Regions from separate parts of the Mus musculus genome. Here regions 1, 2 and 4 are each linked to region 3. A link is a contact called in public HiChIP or PLAC-seq and promoter capture Hi-C data. All regions are on one chromosome and are shown on one strand. The core of a region is the stretch at or near the end of the contact, and the rest is flanking DNA. Distances in the headings are between cores, read along the strand shown.

Region 1 (2,968 bases), core at 180-2,679, 270 kb after region 3:
CAGCGGTCACTAGATATGCAAAGAAGTGGCTGCTCTCTGCACTGGTGTTTCCAGAACTGTCCTTATAAAGATCATCCTTCTCATTCTTCATAGAGTCTGTAAGTGTCCCCTCTTGGTTCTCACTGGAGGAAGGGCCCGGCACCTTTTCATTCTCTTCTTCAAGTGGTGAGCCTTCTTCCGGCTCTGTGTCACCCTCTTCAATCTCCTTGGTTTCCACGTCTTCAGTAGGCTCTGAAGACTTATCTCCTTTCTCTGGCTTTAAAGAGAAGTCAGAGTCCCCTGCCAGTGTTTCCCCAGATTCAGTTTTGGAAGTAAGTGTTGGTTTTTGTCCTTTTTCAGTTGGCTGGACTTTGTCAGTCTTCGAAGTCTCCGTATCTGGGGAGATTTTGGAGGTGGGCTTGTCCAAATCAACTTTCGTGGACTTGCCAGAATCATCTTCTGTGGCCTTATTCGAACCAGCTTCTGTGGGCTTGCCAGAATCACCTCCTGTGGGCTTGCCAGAATTACCTCCTGTGGGCTTGCCTGAATCTTCTGTGGAGCTCTGATCAGACTTTTCCAGTTTGGGGTTGACTGGTGAGAGGGGCCGCGCAGTTTCGTTCAACTCGGCATCCGTTTTCTCGGGCTGCCTTCTGGAATCACCCAAACTGTGATCGGTCGCGGCGGTCCGCGGCCCAGATTCCGCCTTACTGGAAACTGCTGCCAAAGTCGTCTTGTCCTGGTCTTTTTTATCTGACTTCTGCCCCTGACCGTCGGTCGGCCTTGTAGTCTTTACCTGGTTAGAAGAAGGCAGGGGAGTGGAGGACTGTTTGGAAGGCTGATTCGGAGGATTCTGAGAGTCACCTGAGTCGGCGTCTCTCTTATAAACGGACGGCAGAGCTCCTGAAACAAACAGAAAAAACAAAAAACAAAAAACAGTAAGTCCTCGGAAGAAGAGAAGCGGGCTTGACTTCTGAGAGCCTAGCGGGGATGGCCGAATGGGAAAGCGGAGATGGCTAGAGCAGGGTCGGGCCAGACAAGAAAGACGCCGGCTCCCGTAGCGACCCACCAAGGTGAGGAATGGGGAACCTAAAGGGGAGAGTGAGCTGGGCTGGGGTGGGGGTCCTTACTCGCCACCGCGACACTCAGCAGGAGCAACGCAACCTGGAACCGCATCCTGCAGTCTGCGCTTCCGCCCTCTGATGACGTGAGAGCGGCGCACGAGATTTTCCCGAGCGTGGCCCCTCCCTTTCCGGCGGACTGTTTCTCTTCCGGCGCAGCCCCGCCTTAGGGGTGGGGCTACCGGGCGACAGCAGCCGTTGTCTGTGTGTTCCGGTAGAGTGCCGGAAGTCAAGTCCAGCTCTTTATTCCCCCCCAAGTCCCTTCTGTTTCTCAGCAGTCTGCGGGGCTCGGCGATCTCGTTCTTGTTCACTTGGCCTCGTTTTTCGGAAGCTGTTGCGACCGGCAGGTGCTGCGTCGCCTTCGCTGCTTATGATGTAGGGTCGTGGGGCCGGGCGCCTCTTTGTCGCATCCTCTGCTCGTGTTTCCAACCTCTCCGTTGCCGATGCTGCTTTCTCACTTCACAAACAAATGTACTCTCTTCAGCACTTGCCCATCTAGAAGCAAACACATTTCATCCTGATCCTAATCCCTTTCTTGGCTGTATCCAGGGCCCTCTGAATTTACCAAGGTTTTTGATTTCTTGTTTGTTCTTCTGAATTTCTATGTGTTTGAAACCATATTGCTATGTGGGCACCTGCTGCCTCCTGAGTGTTTGGGATTACAGGTGCCTCACCACGCCCCTGTTGGGCTATTTATTTATTTAAGAAATAAAATATCAAAGATTTACTATTTTTATTTGTGTATGTGTGTCTGCCACCTGTGTGTAGGTGCTCTTGGAGGCTAGATGAGGGCATCAGATGCCCTAGAGCTAGAGCTTCAAGCGTTTCAAACTCTGTGGGTGTTGGAAACTGAACTCTGTTCCTGTGGGAGAGCAACAAGCCCTGAGCCATCTCTCCAATCCAGGAAGTAAGGTACTTTGTTACTCAAACAGGAAGACCTTGAGTTTCTGATCTTCCTACTGGACTACTGGCTTGTGTCTCCAATTTATGTGGTACTAGCAATCAAATCGTGGTTCTATGCACACTAGACAAACACTCTTGTCTCATTCACCACATATATATTCTTTTTCTTTCCAAGACAGGGTTCTTCTGTTTAACAGAACTCGCTCTGTAGACCAGGCTAGCCTTGCAATCACAGAGATCCACCTACCTCTGCCTCTTGAGTGCTGGGGTTAAAGACATGCACCACCACACCACACAAGCAACACATTCTTTTTTTTTTTTTTAAGGTTTATTTTATTTATTATATGTGAGTACACTGTAGCTGTCACCAGACACTGGAAGAGGGAATCAGGTCTTGTTACAGATGATTGTGAGCCACCATATGGTTGCTGGGATTTGAGCTCAGTACCTCTGGAAGAGCAGTCAGTGGTGCTCTTAACTGCTGAGTTATCACTCCAGCCCAAGCAACACATTCTTATAATGCAAACAACAAAATAGAATTTTAAAAGAAATATACTTAAAAAAACTTTTTTTAGAGAGCCAGGTGATGGTGGGACACAACATTAGTCCCAGCACACAGGAGGCAGAGGCAGGCAAATCTCTGAATCAGGCCAGCCTGATCTACAGAGTGAGTTCCAGGATAGCCAGGGTTACACAGAGAAACTCTGTCTTGAAAAACAACAGCAACAGACATCTTTAGTGTCTAGGGAGATGGTTCAGTGCTTAAGAACACTGACTACTCTTCCGGAGGACCCACATTCCATTCCTGGAGCCCACAAGCCACCCGACAACGGTCTATAATTCCAGTTTCAGGAGACCTGACATCGTCTTTTGGCCCACAGTCACTGCACACATGAGGTGTAGAGACATACATGTCAGTAAAACATACACCCACTTTAAATGTGCTTGCTCTCTGCTCATCTGCAGAT
Region 2 (2,820 bases), core at 125-2,624, 370 kb before region 3:
CACTGCCATTGCTGTATGGCTGCATACACCAGACCAGAACACTCCCACAGCCAAGACATCTCTCTGGGACCGCAGCAGCTCCCTACCCCACAGCCTAAAGTTTCCTACTGGGGCTATTCAGCAAGGCCACGTAGCTTGACCTTCCTGCCTCTACACTCAGCTGGATGTCAGAGCCCCTAGTCACCCCCAGGCCCTGTACTGTTGGGGTCTTTGAGCCATGCAGTCAGGTTCCCTGGCTGGACAGAAAAGACAGAGGCTTTATGAAGCCAGACCGTTTCTATTTTTGTCCACTGTTATTCCAGCGTGGGCTGAGTAATAAACATGGCTGGAACTGGCTGTTAGAAGATAATCAAGACTTAAGTTTTTAATCTTTCCCTTCATTTATGGTTTCTGCATCTGGTAATTAGTATTTTCTTGGCACAGATTTCAGGCTCCTCTTCCTACTTTTATCTGGCATTGTAAGGGCAGACTGTGCCCCCTGCCCCCAACTCCCAGTCTTCACCTCTGAATCCTACCCATGGCCAGAAGCACAGAACTGTGGAAGGCTGTGGGGAGAATTTGTGTTACCTTAGTCGGGTAAGAAGACTGCGGTGACTTCAGAAATGGGCTGGCCTAAAGGTTACCATGCCAGAAGAGATTCTGCAGTCTCCTTCAGGCTCATGATGGAACCTATCCTGTGTATACCCAAGAAAGCCAGCACCTCAAAACAGACTGCAGGACATGGCATAGAAGACTGTCACAGCCTCTAAGGGAAGCAGACAGAAGGGGTCCCAGAAAACCCTGCCCTGAGGACGCAGCCTGCAGGATAGATAGGGCATTCATTCTTTGGGTGAAAAGGCAGGGTGACTACTTACTCACTTTCTTCTTACACTAGAGTGGAGAGGGGATTCTTGTAGGAAATATCAAGGTAGTCTGGAAGCTGTGGCGTCCAGAGCCTAGGTGGGTGTGTGACTTCCTGCAGTCAATCTTACCTGGAACTGAAGAGCATAGAGCTAAAGGAGCAAACCCTGAATGTAAACATTAATGTGACCACACTTATGCCAGACCTCTGACCTGTACTGGAGCCTGGAGTGGTGGCATCCTTCCTCCACCCACCCACCCAGCTGTTTCACATTTAGCTTGGGTCTACTGTGCCTGTTTTGAAATAGCTTCAAAGAAAGAACATTTGCAGTCCTGAGAATATTCCCCAGCCTACTGCCGTAACATGACAGGGAGACCAACCTCAAAGGATTCTGAACAGAGAAACACCAAAGCAAGTGAGTAATCCTGTAAAAATAGCCCAGCAAAAAGGAAGTGAGCAGGCTCGAGATCAGAAACAATAAGTATGCTCTCTCCTACTTACCTCCCTGGGGTGGAGTCGTAAACCACCACCACCCCTTCAGCACTAAAGATTGAGCCCGGGGCTGCATGTGCGAGATGAGTGTTCTGCTCTACCCTCCCCAGCACCTGCGGAACATTTTAGAAAGCTGATTATAGAACCGCACTCCAGGATTGAGATAAGAGTGGCCTTGGGTACACCCCGGATATGAAATGAGCTTCAGAAAAGAGTATACAGCAAGAGTCAAACCACAAGCTTAGTTCACCCGCAGTACTGTGACTTAAAGCTAACTTCACTTGAGTGTGAGGTGATGTGGGAAGTAAGTCACTGGCCCTCAGTCCTCCAGTGAGCTCTAAATAGCTAATGTCTGCAGGGACTCTAGAGATTGCTCAAAGGAAGCTGCAGTGATCTAACACACATGAGGCCTGGCAGAAGATAGGTGCCAGGAAGCTCCTGAGTCAGCACATTATGGAAGCTGCCTGTGCACCTTTCAGAGTTCCTCCCAGGAGGATAGCAACAGGACCAAAGGGAGGGGATGCTTGGCCAGCCAGTAGAAGTTTCCATCAAAACAGTGATGCTTTGACTTGGAGACATGCGCCTGTAGTTCCAGCACTTGGGAGGCTGAGGCAGGAGGACCTCAAGTTTAACAACCTCCTGGTCTCCATAATGAAATCAAGACCATCTTGACAAAGAAAGAACCCAGGGCTGGGGGTCCAGCTCTGGGAGAGTCTCTTTCCAAGGGCCTGGGCCCAGCCCCAGTACAGCAAATTAAAAAGACCCAGATGTCCAGAGACACTCATCCTTCTGGTTCTCCAGGTGCCTCTGTCCTGTGAGTGCCAGGGAGGCTGAGTGCAGGTCTGAGGTGTCACTGAAGGCTCTGCGGTGTTCTGTATGAATCAGTGGTATTTGCTGCCACTTCCCTGTACCCAAATCTCACACAAAGTGCCCACTCCCAGTTTCCTCCCATCCTGCATCCATCCCACTCCAATCTCCACTTGTGCGAACCATACAGACCCTATTCTCATGGAGCTAGCAATGCAGCATTCCAAACATCTCACCAGGCAATTCTGCCTTATTTCTAGCCAAAGGTTATGGTACCCAGAGGGCATGTGAACACACACCATATACTTATCCAGGTAGGACCAAACTGCTGGTTTCATGGGGAGGAAAGAGAATAGCTGAGTGCATGCTCAGAGGCCAGAAGAGGAAGCTGGGAAAAAATCATGACTCAGTCACTGCTTCCCCACCGCAGTTTGCGCTCCTCCACACCTCCCACTTCCTGGCTTCATCGTGAACATACAGATGCCTCATCCTGGCCCAGCCACATGTGCCTCTATATTTCTAGCAAGTTTGAGTATCTATATGAGGAAGACCTGCTGGCCCTGCCTGGTGCTGCTTTCTAGATCAGCTGTCCACTGTGCTGTTGTCACAGGAGCCTCAGCCAGTTTGGGGCTGAGGTATATATGTGAGGGTCTCAGACACCACTGGTCTCACTGGGTTAC
Region 3 (2,964 bases), core at 328-2,827:
TAATTTGCTAAATTGCGATGTATGAACACTTACAGATTCAAGAGAAGAAACTTGTCTCACCCCAGAAATGTCCTGTGCCCACGTGGAATCCCACCCAAACCACAATAGTGACTACATTTCCTAGAATTTTATGTTCAAGTATGAGTCGGTGTTTCCTCTTTCTGACCAGGTCTCATTCACGTCTAGGGTAAGGCAGTCTGTTCCTTTACTTTCAATATAACAATTCCATCAAGCAGATGCACTTGATTCTGTCACTGCTCTAATAAGTTTCTGATGTTTACATTTTAAACTGAAAACTTGGAAAGCTATACTCTCAGGATCAGGCAAAACAAATCCCAAAGTTTAAGGCCAACTGAGCTACATAGTTAATTCAAGACTATCCTAGGCTACATGCCAGAAGGAAAGAAACAAGAGAAGGCTATGCACTATTAGACCCTCAAAAGCCTTGGTTCCTCTCATGGTCAGTTAAGCAAGTGGTCTGGACACCAGCAGTGCAGCTCCAATGTGGCTGAAATAGGGACTGGGTATGGGTGGGGAAAACTTACCTACGTGAGCACTTGTCTGCCTCATTGCCTATCAGAGACAGATGTTTTTAGTATGTCCACTAATAAGCAAACAAACGGAGGAGATTGGCTCAATTGGTGAGAAAGCTTACTGTCCAAGCATGAGTCCAAAACTCCAGCACCCGTGGAAAAAGCTGACAGTGGGCTCATGCCTATAGTCCTAGCCATGTGGGAAATGGAGACAGGAGGACCACTAGGGCTTGGTGGCTGTCAGCTGAATTACAGGTTAAGTGAGAGGCCCTATCTCAAAGGAACAGGTAGAGAATACAGACAAGAGCACCCAGTGTCGTCCTCTTGCCTATACACACACACTACAAAAACAAAATTAAGGAAACCTAGGCACATTTAGATTAAAGAGTCAACCAAGTGGCATATATTAACATGTCTTCTTTAATTCTGCCATAAAGAAATGTCATTTGTAGGGAAATGGTGAACCTAAAGATGTTAAGCGAATTCAGTATAATTTAGAAAGAGTAATCACCAATATTGCATGTTTTTCCCATATGTAGGACCTAGATTTTAAGTGTGTATGTGTGTGTGTGTGTGTGTGTGTGTGTGTGTGTGTGTGTAAGAGGGGAGAGAAGGGGAGAGAACTATAGGAGGCAAGGAGGGGGTCTAAAAGAAGATGGAGCAGAGGTGATGGAGATGACAAAATATTTCTCATGAGCAGAATCTAGCTTTAAAGACAGGAGCAAAGTAGATACACACAACACATAGACACACGCATATGATCTCATAGTGAAGTTTATTATACTAAAGGGCTAGGAAAAGAAAGTCAACATCTCTAGACTAATAGAATGCATTTTCAGTATTCGTGGATGACTCGAATTTTTAAAAATAATTTCCTGGTATTAGCTATATATACTCCTTCTTTCGTTCAGGTGATACCACAAAGTAAGAGGACCTCCAGCTCTACGGGCGCTCACAGATGAAGGTTCTCAAATTTCGAAAGCATCTCTGCTCCGCTGCGCCTGGCCCTACGCAACCGGAAAAAGGGCATCGGAGCCGGAAGCCGAGGTCGGCGGCCGGAAGTCATGGTCCGCAGCCGAAGGCCCTAATTCCGCGGCAGTTGTGGCGGTTACGGCGGTTCTGTACCCAGCATACGAATGGAGGCGGCCCAGGATCACGGGCCGGGGTTGTGCTGCAAGCCCGGCGGGCGTCTGGACATGAGCCACGGCTTCGTACACCACATCCGTCGGAACCAGCTCGATCGGTACCGCCCCGCCCCAGGCCCGGCCCGGCCCGATTCGGCCGGGTGACAGCGCCTGACTCCCGCTCGGCTCCCCGCAGGGACGACTACGACAAGAAGGTGAAGCAGGCGGCCAAGGAGAAGGCGAGGAGGCGCCACACGCCCGCGCCCACGCGGCCCCGCAAGCCAGACCTACAAGTGTACCTGCCGCGCCACCGAGGTGAGCCGCCGCCTGTCGCCCGCCCGCCCGCGGTCCCGCCCCCGGGCAAGCCCCTCTCTCTGCGTCAGGGCTCCTGCCCACCTGGCCCTTACAGCAGCCACTGCATCAATAGCAGCGCCCCCTGGGCCAGTGACCCCAGTTAAACTGCACTGTTATATAAGGTAGCTGGGACCCGGCCAGGAAACGCTGTCCACCAGTGTGATCTATCAGGCTGGGTTTTAATATTTCTGCCACCTGGAAGAGAAAGTGTGGCAGGGATTTAAAAAAAAAGAAAAGAAAAGAAAGATCAGTACATAAAATGAAACAAACCCAGTAAATGGCCTTTTCTTGGGCTTTCTGTGACCATGAACTCATGTTGACTAACATATGACACTAAGTTTGTGGGCTGTTCTTTACAGAGGGGTTAGATCTTGAGTACATTATTGAGTCCGTAGGACGCTGTTAAGCTGAGGACTCTTATGTCTGTTTCCCTAGCCAGAGAGGTGAATAAGGTGTCCAACATCACAGACCTAGTAAATGGCAGAGCCTGGATTTGAACTGAGGCAGAGCTCTGTCCATCCTTTCAGCAGCTTCCAGTGATATTTGCAGGAGACATATGCAGCTTATACTTACTTTTTAACAGATTGTGCTGGAGTGGAGGGAAGAAGTTAAAATCCTGATTGACAGCTACATACATAACACACACACACACACATACACACCCAGGGTCTGTTGGAAGCTTGGAGGCTTTCTTGGTGCTGTTTTTCTGATCATTTCTGTGGGCAGGGGTTTTAGCAGCATACCCCCTCTTCCCTCTCACTCTGGTTTGCCCTTACAGATGGCTCCACCCACCCCGTGAACCCAGACTGTGAGGAAGCCAGTGAAAGCAGCAGTAGTGGAAGCTCCGAGCTAGAGCCTCCTGGCCGCCAGCTCTTCTGTTTAGACTATGAGGCGGACAGTGGCGAGGTCACTTCAGTTATTGTCTATCAGGTACGCCTTTTGGAAACAGCTGC
Region 4 (2,734 bases), core at 47-2,546, 400 kb before region 3:
TTGGGTAAGTACCCTGCTTGTGGCCCTGGCTCTGTTCACCTTACAGGATGGCACCTAGGCAGTTTTCTTGGTCGATGTTTAGGCTCTTGCCATCAGTGCTATCCACTGACTTTGCACAGCCAGTGCTCCTTTCCCTCCAGCAGTGCAAAGCAACCCTCCCATCCCCGTTCTGTCCCTTCAACCCACTCGTTATGATAGCATAAACTCCTGCACCCAACTCACAAGTGAAAGCCAGACCTAACCAACAGCCGTGCTTGAAGCTCTTCTAGCCCAGGGCACAGACAGGAATGGTTCAGTGCACTGGTGACCTATGTGCCAAGGGTTGACAGAGCAAGCAAGGCCATGCTAGGAGGGAGGAGAGTTTGGGGGAGGGCTGCCTAATTGGCAGAGATCATCATTACAGGGATGGCCTGGATGCGACCTCATGCAGGGTCTGCTTTTATGCTTTTGGCTTCCACGGAAAGGAATCATCTCCTCCTCTTCCTGCTTGCATAGAGTCTTCAGAAGCCTCAGATTTCCAGCTACTGTAATGGGACTTCCAGATGTTTGCTCTTGCTCTTAAACAGTCAGTTGTTGCCTTCCCACTCAGATCTCTTAAGTCTGGCATTCTTGTGTAGAAACAAAACATTGTTGGGTTGAAAAGAAATTACTGTACTTGACGTGGATGCGTGCTTGCATGCATGCATACAGCTGTAGATCGGGTTCCTGGGATACTCACTGTCAGCCTCTCTTCTACTGCTGAACAGCCAAAATCTCTAGCCATTTCATCCCACATATATTTATTGGATGTAGCCAGCAGAGCTTCTGGCTAAAAAGCAGAAGTTTGAAACTTAAGCCTCGGCTTTCTTCTGTGTATCTCAGTTTTGAGCCCTAATTGTATCACTTACGAAAGAGAAGTTGTAGTGTTTAGGCCTCCATGAGCATTCATTAGTGTTAATATAGCTGTTCCAGAGTTTCTCTTACCTGTAGCTCTCAACTTTGGGTCAAAGCATCACCAAGTTTACTAGCCAGTGCAACATTAGGCCTGGGCCCTGTTGATCTTCTCTGTTTGACTTTGCAGGTGTAGAAGACATTTTGGTTAAGCCAAATGCAGATGTGGTGAGACAGCGTATCATTGAAGAATCTACCCAGTGTGGACCCCAGGTAAAGAGGAGGACTGGGAGGCTGTGGTCTGCTGTCCACCTTACAGAATAAAACCACGCCCTCCTTTGGCTAGAGCTTCCTGTTCCTTTCTTCGTTCTAGGCTGTCAAGGCTGCATTGAGCCTGCCAGAAACTGCATCATGTGATGAAATCCAAGGGAAATGGCAGGATGCCCATCTGAGCAAAGACCAGAGGGATTTTAACATGATTGATATGAAGTTCAAGGAGGAAGTGAACCATTACAGCAATGAGATTAACAAGGTTAGCCTGGCCATACAGTGCACAAATCCCCATCTTTTTGAATGCTGATTTCTGTTGGTTTGCTTTTAATTACATTTGATTCTCACCCTGAGCCTTTTAGATCAGCCCAACTAGGTGAAGTTTGAAGTTGGGTAGGTAGAATCCGTCTTTGTGAAGAGCTCACACAGAGTCTGGGAAGGCCTTGGTTTCATGCAAAAGAGGAACGCTTTGAGCAGCATTTCTAAATGTGTTTCCTTTGAAGTTGCTGCATTAAAGGGGCTGAAGAAAGAAGCCTGCCTGTAGAACCACTCCACTGTAGGTAGATGTACAGAATGAAAGGCAGAAGTCTCTGATGCTTGTGCAGCAGCACCAAGGGAATGCCTGGCCTCCTGTTGTACTTGGTCCTTGCTGTGTGACCTTAAGGAAGTCGTGTGCCTGGGCACTGAGTTGTTCTCACCGAGAAGCAGGCGTGTGAGGATGCTGAGCCCCTCCTCTGGCAGTCCTGGAGGAGATGGGACTCTGCATGGGTCAAGGTCACATGTGCTCTCCCTGTGCTCCAGAGCCTGGACTCCCCGTCTTGTGGTTTGGAGGAGCCACCAGCCAGGAGTCTGTCCTGAGCAAAGCAAGAACGAGGCTACTACTCAGCATCAGTCTGTCTGTGGATCCTCTCCCTGATGTTCAGTTGGTGGCCTAGAGAACAGCTCTCCTCAGTAGAAAGTTGTATTCAAGCCGGGCGTGGTGGTGCACGCCTTTAATCCCAGCACTCAGGAGGCAGAGGCAGGCGGATTTCTGAGTTCGAGGCCAGCCTGGTCTGCAGAGTGAGTTCCAGGACAGCCAGGGCTATACAGAGAAACCCTGTCTCGAAACCCCCCCCCCAAAAAGAAAGTTTTATTCAGAGGAGCCTTAGCACTGCCTGGGAAAGCAGGAGCCTTGCCCTCCAGAGCTGACAGCACATCTTAGAATAGATTCTTGTCCCGTGGCTCACTTCCTGCCCAGGCTCTGCCGCTCCTGTGCAGAGTTGGGTGTCTAGATCTCCAGACAAAGGCTGAAACAGATTCAGAACCCATGTCATTGTCCCCCAGGATCTCCCTGTGGGCTTCCTCACTTCTGCTGGCTTTTTGCTGAGGCAAGGCTCCCAACCCAGTGCTTGGTGTTGTGCTGGTGAGTGTGGACATTGGTAAAATGCTGGCTCTTTGGGGAAGCAAATGGTGCTTTCCTGTGCTGATTCATTAGTACCGTACCTTAGATTTTATTCTTTGTTTACATTTTTTTATTATCTTATTTTATATTCATTGATGTTTTGCCGACATGTTCTGTGTGAAAGTGTCAGATCCCCTGGAACTGGAGTTACAA

The links. Promoter capture Hi-C pulls out the DNA fragments that hold promoters and counts their contacts. HiChIP or PLAC-seq counts read pairs in DNA pulled down with a chosen protein or histone mark. Capture Hi-C pulls out chosen DNA fragments and counts their contacts.
Region 1: a contact with region 3 is called in a promoter capture Hi-C map of liver, with 2.9 times the contacts expected there. The contact joins the promoter of Tgoln1 here to the promoter of 0610030E20Rik in region 3. A contact is called at or near these places in 1 of 39 promoter capture datasets (liver), 7 of 484 Hi-C or Micro-C datasets (B cells, CD4 T cells, Sertoli cells and 4 more), 6 of 115 datasets of contacts at active chromatin or transcription factors (the SCID.adh cell line, double positive thymocytes, effector CD8 T cells and 3 more) and 3 of 9 other capture datasets (adipose tissue, liver and pancreatic islet).
Region 2: an H3K4me3 HiChIP or PLAC-seq map of bone marrow-derived macrophages shows a contact between it and region 3, with 2.9 times the contacts expected there. The contact joins the enhancer-like site here to the promoter of 0610030E20Rik in region 3. A contact is called at or near these places in 3 of 39 promoter capture datasets (3T3-L1-derived adipocytes, cranial neural crest and hippocampal neurons), 2 of 115 datasets of contacts at active chromatin or transcription factors (bone marrow-derived macrophages and pancreatic cancer cells) and 2 of 9 other capture datasets (adipose tissue and liver).
Region 4: a contact with region 3 is called in a promoter capture Hi-C map of hippocampal neurons, with 2.5 times the contacts expected there. The contact joins the enhancer-like site here to the promoter of 0610030E20Rik in region 3. A contact is called at or near these places in 4 of 39 promoter capture datasets (the 3T3-L1 cell line, cranial neural crest, embryonic stem cells and 1 more), 2 of 484 Hi-C or Micro-C datasets (both in embryonic stem cells), 2 of 115 datasets of contacts at active chromatin or transcription factors (bone marrow-derived macrophages and epiblast stem cells) and 2 of 9 other capture datasets (liver and pancreatic islet).

The regions. Positions count from the first base shown.
Region 1 is chr6:72,615,571-72,618,538 of GRCm38.p6, forward strand. Tgoln1 (trans-golgi network protein) reads right to left here and starts at 1,430. Exons shown (of 4, transcript NM_009443.3): 1 at 1,107-1,430; 2 at 1-879. The coding sequence starts at 1,152.
Region 2 is chr6:71,979,012-71,981,831 of GRCm38.p6, forward strand. Polr1a (polymerase (RNA) I polypeptide A) reads left to right here. Exons shown (of 34, transcript NM_009088.3): 34 at 1-349. Among named protein-coding and RNA genes, the nearest start is that of Gm26628, 17 kb to the left of the region's middle. Within about 2 kb of position 1,375, at least 153 of the 459 cell types and tissues checked have an H3K27ac peak or open chromatin away from gene starts, as enhancers often do. A contact at or near this core is called in adipose tissue, bone marrow-derived macrophages, hippocampal neurons and 2 more, where this site is marked.
Region 3 is chr6:72,345,740-72,348,703 of GRCm38.p6, forward strand. It overlaps 0610030E20Rik (RIKEN cDNA 0610030E20 gene), which reads left to right and starts at 1,578. Exons shown (of 4, transcript NM_026696.1): 1 at 1,578-1,776; 2 at 1,854-1,972; 3 at 2,790-2,941. The coding sequence starts at 1,670.
Region 4 is chr6:71,949,520-71,952,253 of GRCm38.p6, forward strand. Polr1a (polymerase (RNA) I polypeptide A) reads left to right here. Exons shown (of 34, transcript NM_009088.3): 16 at 1-4; 17 at 1,061-1,143; 18 at 1,244-1,402. Among named protein-coding and RNA genes, the nearest start is that of Gm26628, 13 kb to the right of the region's middle. Within about 2 kb of position 1,297, at least 43 of the 459 cell types and tissues checked have an H3K27ac peak or open chromatin away from gene starts, as enhancers often do. A contact at or near this core is called in bone marrow-derived macrophages and liver, where this site is marked.